Regions from separate parts of the Mus musculus genome. Here region 2 is linked to region 1. Evidence: chromatin contacts called from public HiChIP or PLAC-seq data. All regions are on one chromosome and are shown on one strand. The core of a region is the stretch at or near the end of the contact, and the rest is flanking DNA. Distances in the headings are between cores, read along the strand shown.

Region 1 (5,472 bases), core at 1,115-3,614:
TGCTGGGTACCAAACTCAGGGCTGGGATATCTTCAGCCCCTTCTAAACTTTAATAACAATAATAATCAGTGTCATTAAGTTACTCAGGCTGGCCTTGAGCTCACCCTGTAGCCCAATCAGCCCTCAAATTCATAATCCTCCTGCCTCAGCACTTCTAGTATCCGGGATTACAAGCCTAGTTTATTAGTCCTGGTCAGCTGAGCACGCTCATTAAAAAAAAAAAAAAAAAAAAAAAAAAAAAAAGATACAGTTGAGAGAGGGAGGTTCAAAATTTCTTCCCTGTTTCTTATTCATGAATCATGTAATTGAGGTTCTCTTTCAAGCTACTGTATTTCTTTTGATTGATCAGAGTCTGGTCAGCTAGCCCTTTCTCTCGTTATCCTACCATGCACCATTGTGTGCATTGCCCTCATGCCAAATCCTGGATGGCTACCCTGAATGCTAGGCTGTGTGTCAGAGCCACAGTCTCCCTAACAGTTTAAACAGTCCACCGTACACCCGACATGTGCAACTCGGGCAGCTCTCCTCTTCATGCCAGACCTCGGCGTGACCTACTCTTCACCTCAGTCCACCAACAAATCCTTTCAATGAAGGTTCATAGCTGGTAGGTCTCCAAACACCCACTGTTCCTTCAGTCACTACCCTCAGGCTGACAGAGCATAGTTCTCCCTGTGTGGCCTTCCCTGACCCTGGGAGAGCTGCCTGACTCCTCACCCCTACCCCCCTCTCTCTGCCCATTGTTCCTCACAGCCCAGATGGACTACTTGGGCATCTTTTACTTTCTCTTGTTTATTGTCTGTCTTCCCATTCTGGGTTCCAGAGGGTAGCCGGCATCCTTTCTCAAATCTGTTCCCAGCCTCCAGGAGTCAGGCAGAACTTAAAATATCAGCTAATCCTTGACAGAATGAAGCTCATTTCCTGTTTTCAAGAGCTGTAGGTCCAAAGTGGAAAACTACTCTCCACCAATAGCTGGACCCCAGTGCTGTGGTAACCACCCCGGGCAAAGTATTTAGGGAAAAGCAGCAGCAAGGAAGGGATGCTAAGGGAAGTGACAGGAAGCAGAGATTAAGGACACCTAGGGAACCAGGAAGAGGAATCAACCAGTGGAAGCTAATAAAGGACAGACATGGGATGGGCCCTTCTACCCTGAGGGGTGTGGGTCTCCGAGGTGGGGGTTGGGAAAGGAGTTGCACAATATTGCAACCAGCCTTAGCTACCCCTCCCCCCTCCCTCCCCACAGGACACCTTTTTCTTTCCTTTGCTAACTAGGGCCTGAGGAATGCTACCCAGGCAGGCGGGCGGGCCACCCACCACTAAACTCTAAAGTTTCTTTTTAAGACAGGACTTAACTAATTTACCCAGACAAACCTTGAACTCCTTCCGGTACTTCCCCCCTCCCCGCTCCCTTCCCTGGCCTTGAACTTTCTATCCTAGGGCGGCTGGGATTACAAGCTTGGACTACTCACTCAGTAACCTTAGCTTTAACCTGGCAGACACCTATTGTTCTTACAGTGCCCCGGGAAGTAGAGCCCCTCCAGCGCCATGTTTAATGATGAAGGGATGGAGCAATCTCCCACACAGCTGCTAGTGGGGAGCGCAGCATGGGTGATTTAACATGCTCTGCTTTCGATAATCCTCTTTGGAAGCCTGTTTGTGTGGCCAAAATTTTGAAGAGTTGTGCCCTTAAAGAATGACCCAAGTTCAAACAGAGGCGATTTCCTTTCACCACACCGGAGGGCAGTTCCCTGAGCTGTCACGATGGCAGAGATAGACAGAACTGAACCTTGGGTTCTCACACCTTCTCGAGGCTCAGCCATAGTGAACAAGGCTGCCCTCAAGGACCAGGGCAAGCGAACCTTCTTCAGACTACGTTCTGTAGTCAGCTCTGATGGGGCTTGGGGGAAGGTGGGGACTCCGAAGCGATTGAGCAAATGATTGACACAAAGGGACACCAGCATATGCACAGCTGCAGAAATGAATTGACTTCTTCAGGTCTTTGCTTCAAAGTCTTAAATTACGAAACTGAAAAAAAAATGCTAAGGGTAAGGGTAAGACGCTATGAGGCAAGAACGTAGCGCCTGCGGGTAGGGGTGGGGCGGCGCATCCTTTTAGAGCTTTTCCTTATCTGCCAAAGGCTACTGAAATCCCAGGTCCCAGAGCACTCTGCAGCCTCTGTGACACTCCCTCGGCTTTGAAATGTGCAACTTGTATAAATGTGCGGGTGCATGGTTTCTGTCAATTTTTAGCAAGTGAGCAAATAATGAGTGGTTAGGAAAACCCAGATGATCCCTACACCATCAATTGCTGACCTCGCGAAGTCCACAGTCCTTGGTAGCGCAGAGCCACGCTGCAAGAAGGCTCGGAGCTACGTGACTGAGGGCTCGCCACGCCCCTGGCCACCCTAGGTCGAGTTCCCAGCTGGGCCGGCTCAACCGCCTGGGACTGGCTGCTCAGACACGCCCCACTCCCCTGGGCCCCAACTGCGCTAGACCGGCCAGGTCGCCCATCCACGTGCAGAGTCCTTCCTGCGTGCAGAACGTGCCAGCTCTGTCCTCTCTTTCTGAGCCTCGGTAATTCATCCTTAGACTGTAATGATTTAGGCAAGCCTCACACAGCCAGCAGAACTACGATTTGAGGATATCTGGTTTCGTGCCTGTTGGATTTCTAGTATTTTAGACGCTAGTGAGGTCACGTCTATTAAGTGCTATGAGTTTATTGGGGTCAAAGTGCTGATTTAATTTTGTCGCCTATTTTTAATTTTTTTTTTAGGTGATCTCAAGTCCGGTGTTTCAAGCAAAGTTTACTGAGATGTAGTGACAGGGGAACATCCCCACGTGGTTGACACATAACTTGGAGGGCACATAACACATCAGGATCAGTTATTAGTCCTCTTATAACTGAGAACATTCATATCATTTCTTATATAATATTAGCCAGGATTTTTATTAATGAGATTCACGTTTGAATGAGAAGGAAAGCAACGTTTGAGAATCTCTTTTTAGGCAACTTTCAAGGAATGCTCCGTTCCTAACCTTAAACAAACCAAAAGGGCAAAGCGATATTATCTTTTCCTGTCAGGATAATAAACTGAGCTTTTCTGTTTTCCTTCAGTCTTTTGCAAGCAGTGACACTTGAGAAGTTTCTCACCAGCAGGTTTCTGTCCCCTGCTTGAAAATTGTCTGACTGACATGAACCTAAATAAGGCAGGGGGCACAGCGGTGGGGGTGGGGACCTCACCAGCTCCACTGTGTCCTGAGCCAGCCAGCAGAACCAGGGCTAGAGATTTGATTCCGACTCCCACCCTTGAAGATAAAAATCTCAGGCCTTGTGCACTTTAGGCAAGCTCTTTGTCACCAGTGACCTACAAGTCCCAGACCTGAGGCACAGGTCTTAGGAAATCTTGATTCTTTTGTTCTTGTTGTGGATCTTGCTGTTTTCTTAAATCACCGCTCATTTGCAACCTCTAAAAATGGCCAAAAGGCTGGGGAGGGGTGAAATTTGTCAGCATCAACTTTCTCTGAAGTTTGGACTTCATCAAAGGAACCCCAGCAGTGAAGGTCACACGGCTGACCTGGCATAAGAAGAGTAGCGGAGGCTGATGCACACAGCCCCACCTGCAGAACCTCTTCTGGCAGCCATTTTGCCTTGGCTAGTTGTCGTGGTTCTTTCTGTTTTATCATTACATGTCTCGTGATGATGTTTGGGTCAGCAGTGGACCACATATAAGGCTGTGGTCTGGAAAGAATGTATAATGAGCCCTATAGCCTAGTGACATCCCAGCCACCTTGTCATCGTAGCACAATAAATTGGAGCGATGCTGATATAAGTGAGACTACTGTGTCGCCATCTGTGTAGAAGTACACACCCACAACACAGAAGGCTTGGCAACTGTAACAGTGTTGCTGGTCCATGCATCTGCCTGCACTATACTTTTCTGTTCATATTTCAGAGTGTATTCTAAAGACAAAGGTGGCTGGTGTCAGATGGCATACTGTGCTGTCTTAGTACTGGCCTTACACATATCTGGTTACTCACATCTCTTCACTGCAAAAAGGATTCCCCTGGCATGACCTGTCCGTGCCTAAGGATGAATTTCTCAGATGGATCATTAAGTGAAACAGGACTGCTCTAAGAGGCTCTGGAAAATCGCCTCAAACAAAATGGCCAACAATTAGAAAGCACTTGTCCCCAAGCCCTGCTGCCTGAACTCATGCAAGATGGTGGATCTCTCTCCTGAGCCATCACCTGACTTCTTGTAAAGAGGTGGTTCAGTTAGAACTGGCCAGCAGTGGGGCCCAGTCTAAATCAAGCCATGTCAACCACTTTGGTGCTATGTAAGGTGCCTTCTCTCTGCAACTATAGCATGATCTTCAAATAGCTCTTGTTATCCAAGGTAGCTTTATTCTGTGAAGTTATTATGAATATGGGATTTCTAAATGCTGAACACTGTGCTAGGAAAAATAAAATGTTAGTTTCTTATGTCATATTTTTGTCAAATATCTATATCTATCTATCTATCTATCTATCTATCTATCTATCTATCTATCTATCTATCTATCCTGGGGTTTTTTGAGACAGAGTTTCTCTGTATAGCCCTGGCTGTCCTGGAACTTACTCTGTAGACCAGGCTGGCCTCGAACTCAGAAATCCGCCTGCTTCTGCCTTCCAAGTGCTGGGACTAAAGGCATGTGCCACCACTGCCCGGCTAATTTATGCTTTGTTGTTTTTTGAGACAGAATATCTTTTTATAGCTCTAGAACTAGCTCTTTAGACAAGGCTGGCCTCGAACTCACAGAGATACTCCTCTACACTGGGATTAAAGGCACATGCCACTGCCACCTGGCTATCAGATATATAGCTCTATTTTATGTGAGTTTCTATTTGAAGACATGCCCCTTAACATGCATTGTTGACTGAGACTCAGGCAGGTTTGGCATTGCATACCAGGATTGGGGATGTGGAATCAGAAAGATCAGGAGTTTAAGGCCATCTTCAAGTAACTGTATACCAAATTCAAGACCAGCCTGGCCAACGTGAGTCTCTGTCTCAAAAATAAGAACAAACCCAAGTACATAAGGCTTGTGCCCGGTAGCACCCGAAACTCAGATTTTGTCCACGAGGTGTGTCATAGTAATAGTCTTAGTCTTTCATGTCATAGTAACATTCTTCATGGGTTCACTAGGCAGCATTTCCTAGCTGGGTGTGTAGAGAGGGGCCATGGGGTGGGGTGGGGGGAAAGATCATTCTAACAAAAACCAGAAATGCCAAAAAATAAAATTCAAAAGGCACTAACGAGAAACAGATACATATGAAAACGGCACTTACTTATAATAAGTAAGCTAGAAGCGTGGAAGTCAGGAATCTGAAAGTTTTCACCGCTTCCCACATCACACCCTCTGATGTCTGTGAAGAAGCCTTTATTAATTTTTAAAGATGTATTATTTTTATTTTATGTGTCTGAGTGTTTTGTTT
Region 2 (4,779 bases), core at 1,322-3,821, 400 kb before region 1:
TGGGAAGAGAGGCCCCTTGGTCTTGCAAACTTTATATGCCTCAGTACAGGGGAATGCCAGGGCCAAGAAGTGGGACTGGGTAGGTAGGGAAGCAGGGCGGGAGGAGGGTATAGGGAACTTTTGGGATAGCATTTGAAATGTAAATAAAGAAAATATCTAATGAGAGAGAGAGAGAGAGAGAGAGAGAGAGAGAGAGAGAGAGAGAGAGAGAGAGAGAGAGAAAGAAAGAAAGAAAGAAAGAAAGAAAGAAAGAAAGAAAGAAAGAAAGAAAGAAAGAAAGAAAGAAAGGAAAATGCTGCTTAAACCGGAGTCTCAGGGATGCAGTATTTCCTCCATATTTTTCTAAGAATTGTATGCTTTAGCACTAACTCTTAAGTTCTTGTGCGCCGGTTTAAGTGATATTTAATGTATGATGTAAGGTAAGATATGCGGATGCCAACTATCCGGTCATTTGTTTCACAGAACCACAGGTCCCACTCCTAACCTCACTTTTCCTTCTCGCCACAGATCTGCAAAACCCCAGAACCCAAATCAGCCTCATACTGCAGCCCATCTGTGCCGGTGCATTTCAACATCCAGCAAGACTGCGGCCACTTTGTGGCCTCTGTGCCCTCCAGCATGCTTGCCTCCCCTGACACATCCAGCAAAGACACCGCGCCTGCCGTATCCCCACAGCCCCCTGCCCAGGAGCAGGACTGTGTGGTGGTCATCACCCGGGAGGTACCGCACCAGACTGCCTCCGACTTTGTGCGGGACTCTATGGCCAGCCACCGGGCGGAGCCTGAGGTTTACGAGCGCCGGGTGTGCTTCCTGCTTCTGCAGCTCTGCAACGGGCTGGAGCACCTGAAGGAACACGGGATCATCCACCGGGACCTGTGTCTGGAGAACCTGCTGCTGGCGCACTGTAACCCTCAGAGCTCCCCCGGGCCCTCTGCCACTCCTACCGTGCCCACCACCACATCCAGGTGCCCTTCTGCCGCGCCCGCAGCCACCACTGCCTGCCAGGGAGGGCCTGGTGAGAAGCAGCTGCCCAGGCTCATCATCAGCAACTTCCTGAAGGCCAAGCAAAAGCCAGGAGGCACCACCAACCTGCAACAGAAGAAGAGCCAGGCCCGGCTGGCTCCCGAGATCGTGTCTGCCTCCCAGTACCGCAAGTTTGATGAGTTCCAGACGGGCATCCTCATCTATGAGCTGCTCCACCAGCCCAACCCATTCGAGGTGCGAGCCCAGCTCCGGGAGCGCGACTACCGGCGGGAGGACTTACCCCCGCTGCCCACACTGTCCCTCTACTCTCCCGGCCTGCAGCAACTCGCCCATCTACTGCTTGAGGCTGATCCCATCAAGCGCATCCGCATAGGTGAAGCTAAGCGGGTGCTGCAGTGCTTGCTGTGGGGGCCACGGCGGGAGCTGGTGGAGCAGCCGTGCACGTCAGAGGAGGTACTGTGTAACACTCTGCACAACTGGATCGACATGAAGCGAGCACTGATGATGATGAAGTTTGCTGAGAAGGCGGTGGACCGAAGGCGGGGTGTGGAACTGGAGGACTGGCTTTGCTGCCAGTACTTGGCCTCGGCAGAGCCAGGGGCCCTCTTGCAGTCCCTGAAGCTCCTACAACTTCTCTGAGCCATTCCATCGCCACCGCCTTCCACGCCTGCCCCATGCCCTTGCCTTGCCTGCATCCGGATTACCCTGGGAAATGGTACAAATGACTGTTGTCCTTGGATGTAATATTTTATATATATACATATATAATATGAAAGACTGGGGATGTCATTTCACACACGCCAGCCTCCTCTCAGAGTCCACATTCCTCCACCACCGCCACCCCTGTGATTATGTACAGGTCTAGCTTCACACAAGGTTCTGAGGGCAGTTCCATCCCGACAGAACCAAGTTCGGACTCCTGCCTCACTAGCCCATTTTGGAGTCTCCTCGCCCTTTTGTCAAACTGTTATTTAAAAAAACAACTTCCAATAAAGAAAAAAGTCTTATATTAATTTGTTTTTATTGCGTCGCAAGCAACGCCCTTTAACCTCCAAGTGCTTGAGTGCACTAGAATCTTTGTTGAGTAGAATCTATTACGTACTGCAGAGGAGCGGACGATCTGGCACAGGCCCAGAACTTGCACTTGAATACGGTAGAGCAGTTCTTTCTGAAGCCTGGGTGTGTTGGTAGGAGGAAATGTTCTCTACTTCTCTTCCCACACATTAGGATTCTTGGGTGGGATGGGGGACGGGAGTTAAAGTTTAACCCTGCTGCTCTAGTCTCCAGTTTGCCTAAGCTCTCACCATTGTTCCCCTGAGAGACCTGGCTGGAAATCAAATCCACCTGTCTAGTTCAAAGGAAAGACCCCAAGACTGTCTGTCTTCTTGGAAAGCGTGTAGGCCATTGAAAAAAACAAACAAAAGCACTTGAGGAGGTGTTCGCCATTATTCCTCTGCAGCCAGAGGTGGAGAGTAGAACTTCCTGTTGCATCTGTTTCTTTCCTGCAGTTCCTGGGCTCATCTGTCAACCAGGGAGCTTGGGCACTGCTCTCTGGCAGCATCAACTTGTCCAGGCAAGAGAAGGAAGTGGGGGCGGGGCCAAATGGCAAGGAGTACACTTCCCTGCCAGACAAGACCAGTGCAAGACGGAGCACTGGTGGTCTAAATGTCAATAGGAGATCTCTATTTTAGATCCACTTGTGGATCCTTTGGTTTAAAAAGTCATTTAACAGCTGGCCATAGTAACCCCAGCACTTGAGAGGCTGAGGCAGGTGGATCTCTGTGAGTTCAAGACCAGCCTAGTCTACATAGCAAGTTCCAGGTCAGCCAGGGCTACCCAGTGAAACCCTGTCTTCAAAAACAAAACAAAACCCATCAAATTCATTTAACATATATCAGTACCTGCTTTCTACTGAAGCTAATATTTATTGTCATGCTAAAGGGGAGAGAAAGAAGAGAATTAAGAAGTGATAGATCTTTCCATATATACACCCAGAGATGACTCATTCAAAGAGAAGTATGTCCAAGGCCCTTGTATCTCTATCTGAAAATAACTTTTCAGCTACCGAACCCATTAGTTTCTCATTTCTTGTTAATGGCTATGAATTCTTTTTAAATACACACAAAGATCTTAATAGGTGTCACTGAGGACTTGGGGTGTGGTTAGCCACCAAACAAAAGTGTCCCTTTCTGCCCATTGACTTCACTCCCTTTGCACACCCCCATGACCTCTGACACCATGTGAGCACACCCATTCTTCCTCCACCAGTGAGGAAGGTAGCCCCGGGGACCTGTTTGCAATGTCATTTGCCACTTGAGAAAAGACACTGACTCAAACCAGCTCTCCCTCTGTCCACAGAAGGTGTCAGAACTTTGGGTGCAGAAATCACGATTCTCTGTAGAATCTATCTAAATTGGTGCAGTTGTATTTGTTCGATGCTGGGAAATTTTTTTTTCAGATAAAACCTCTGCCCTTGATTCTGTATCTTGCTTTTCTTGTCCTTTCTCTCTCAAAATAAATAAACAATGGAGAAGAAAGAAAAGAGCTTTCTGCCAGGAGACCGCAGAGTGAACTGAAAGCACACAGGTCTCTGGAGGCATATGTGTAATCTCTGGGTTAATTGTGCCTTTTTAATATGGCACCCACCTGGGGAGGGGGGTGGAGGACAAGTCGAATTTGTGAGAATGATGTTGGTAGCCAAAGGAAGGAAAAACAAAAGAGGGTGTGAAGAAGGAACCAACAACAATGAATCCTAGCTGGGAGGAGTGAGACCAATTAAACTTACTTTTGGACTGCTCACCAACCCCGCCTACAAGTAGAAAGTGCCTGATGGCAGAATTCTTTCTCCATTTTTGAGGAACTATTCACCAGGGAGAACGAACCTTTGCTTTGCTTTGGGGTCCAAAGGGAATTTGTCAAGGAGCCTTTGTTTGAAGACATTGAACAATATCCTAGTAGCTGTTTTGGAAAGGAAAGAAAGAAAAGGTGGGTTTTTTTTTTTCTAAAATAGGGCAATTTCTTTTTTTAATTGTTTTTAAGATTTATTTATTTTATTTATATGAGTACACTGTAGCTGTCTTCAGACACACTAGAAGAGGGTGTCAGATCCCATTACAGATGGTTGTGAGCCACCATGTGGTTGCTGGGAATTGAACTCACGACCTCTGGAAGAGCAGTCAGTACTCTTAACTGCTGAGCCATCTCTCCAGCCTCGTCTTTGACAAAATCTAAGTGTGTGCGGTTTAAACTCCTTCCCAGCAAGGGGCAGGTCTCTGGAGTAATTTTGACATACAGCTGCCAATAACAGTTTGGCAAATAACTTCTGCCAGGCTACATTCAGAGGGTCCATAAAAAGTGTTAAGTCAGACTTCACCTGGGTATGCTGTTTGGTCTACCAGGTAGCTCCTGCTCTAAATATACCAGAAACAACAGTTTTGTGTTGTAAGGCTGTAGGTCAGAAACTCGTAAGAAGAGTACTGTCAACTTAGAGAGTGTCTAGGCCAACGCATCTTCTGTGGCTGAGGGTGCAGCTTGCTGCAAGAGGCTGTTGGCTCTTGGCTCACTCACCCCAGTTTAAAAATAATAATAATAATACTGCAAAGCCCCCGTTTTTTAAAAACACTTCTACTGTGAGCATGCATCCCTCTTTCCTCTTGGCTTTAAAACTAGCTACTGGTATTTAAACTCATTTTCCTTCTCCAGTTTTGAGTCAGGTCACCCCCATATCCTTTGCACATACGTAATTTTGTTTCTGCCATTAATGGGCCTTTCCTAGTTTCGTGCTGAGAAGTGGAA

What was found. HiChIP or PLAC-seq counts read pairs in DNA pulled down with a chosen protein or histone mark.
Region 2: a contact with region 1 is called in an H3K27ac HiChIP or PLAC-seq map of embryonic stem cells, with 6 read pairs. The contact joins two enhancer-like sites. A contact is called at or near these places in 3 of 484 Hi-C or Micro-C datasets (LSK cells and embryonic stem cells) and 3 of 115 datasets of contacts at active chromatin or transcription factors (embryonic stem cells and microglia).

Annotation. Positions count from the first base shown.
Region 1 is chr8:36,546,852-36,552,323 of GRCm38.p6, forward strand. No RefSeq gene overlaps it. Among named protein-coding and RNA genes, the nearest start is that of Trmt9b, 92 kb to the left of the region's middle. Within about 2 kb of position 2,365, at least 126 of the 459 cell types and tissues checked have an H3K27ac peak or open chromatin away from gene starts, as enhancers often do. A contact at or near this core is called in embryonic stem cells, where this site is marked.
Region 2 is chr8:36,145,795-36,150,573 of GRCm38.p6, forward strand. It overlaps Prag1 (PEAK1 related kinase activating pseudokinase 1), which reads left to right. Exons shown (of 6, transcript NM_172911.3): 6 at 508-1,993. The coding sequence ends at 1,623. Among named protein-coding and RNA genes, the nearest start is that of Gm38414, 7.8 kb to the right of the region's middle. Within about 2 kb of position 2,572, at least 21 of the 459 cell types and tissues checked have an H3K27ac peak or open chromatin away from gene starts, as enhancers often do. A contact at or near this core is called in embryonic stem cells, where this site is marked.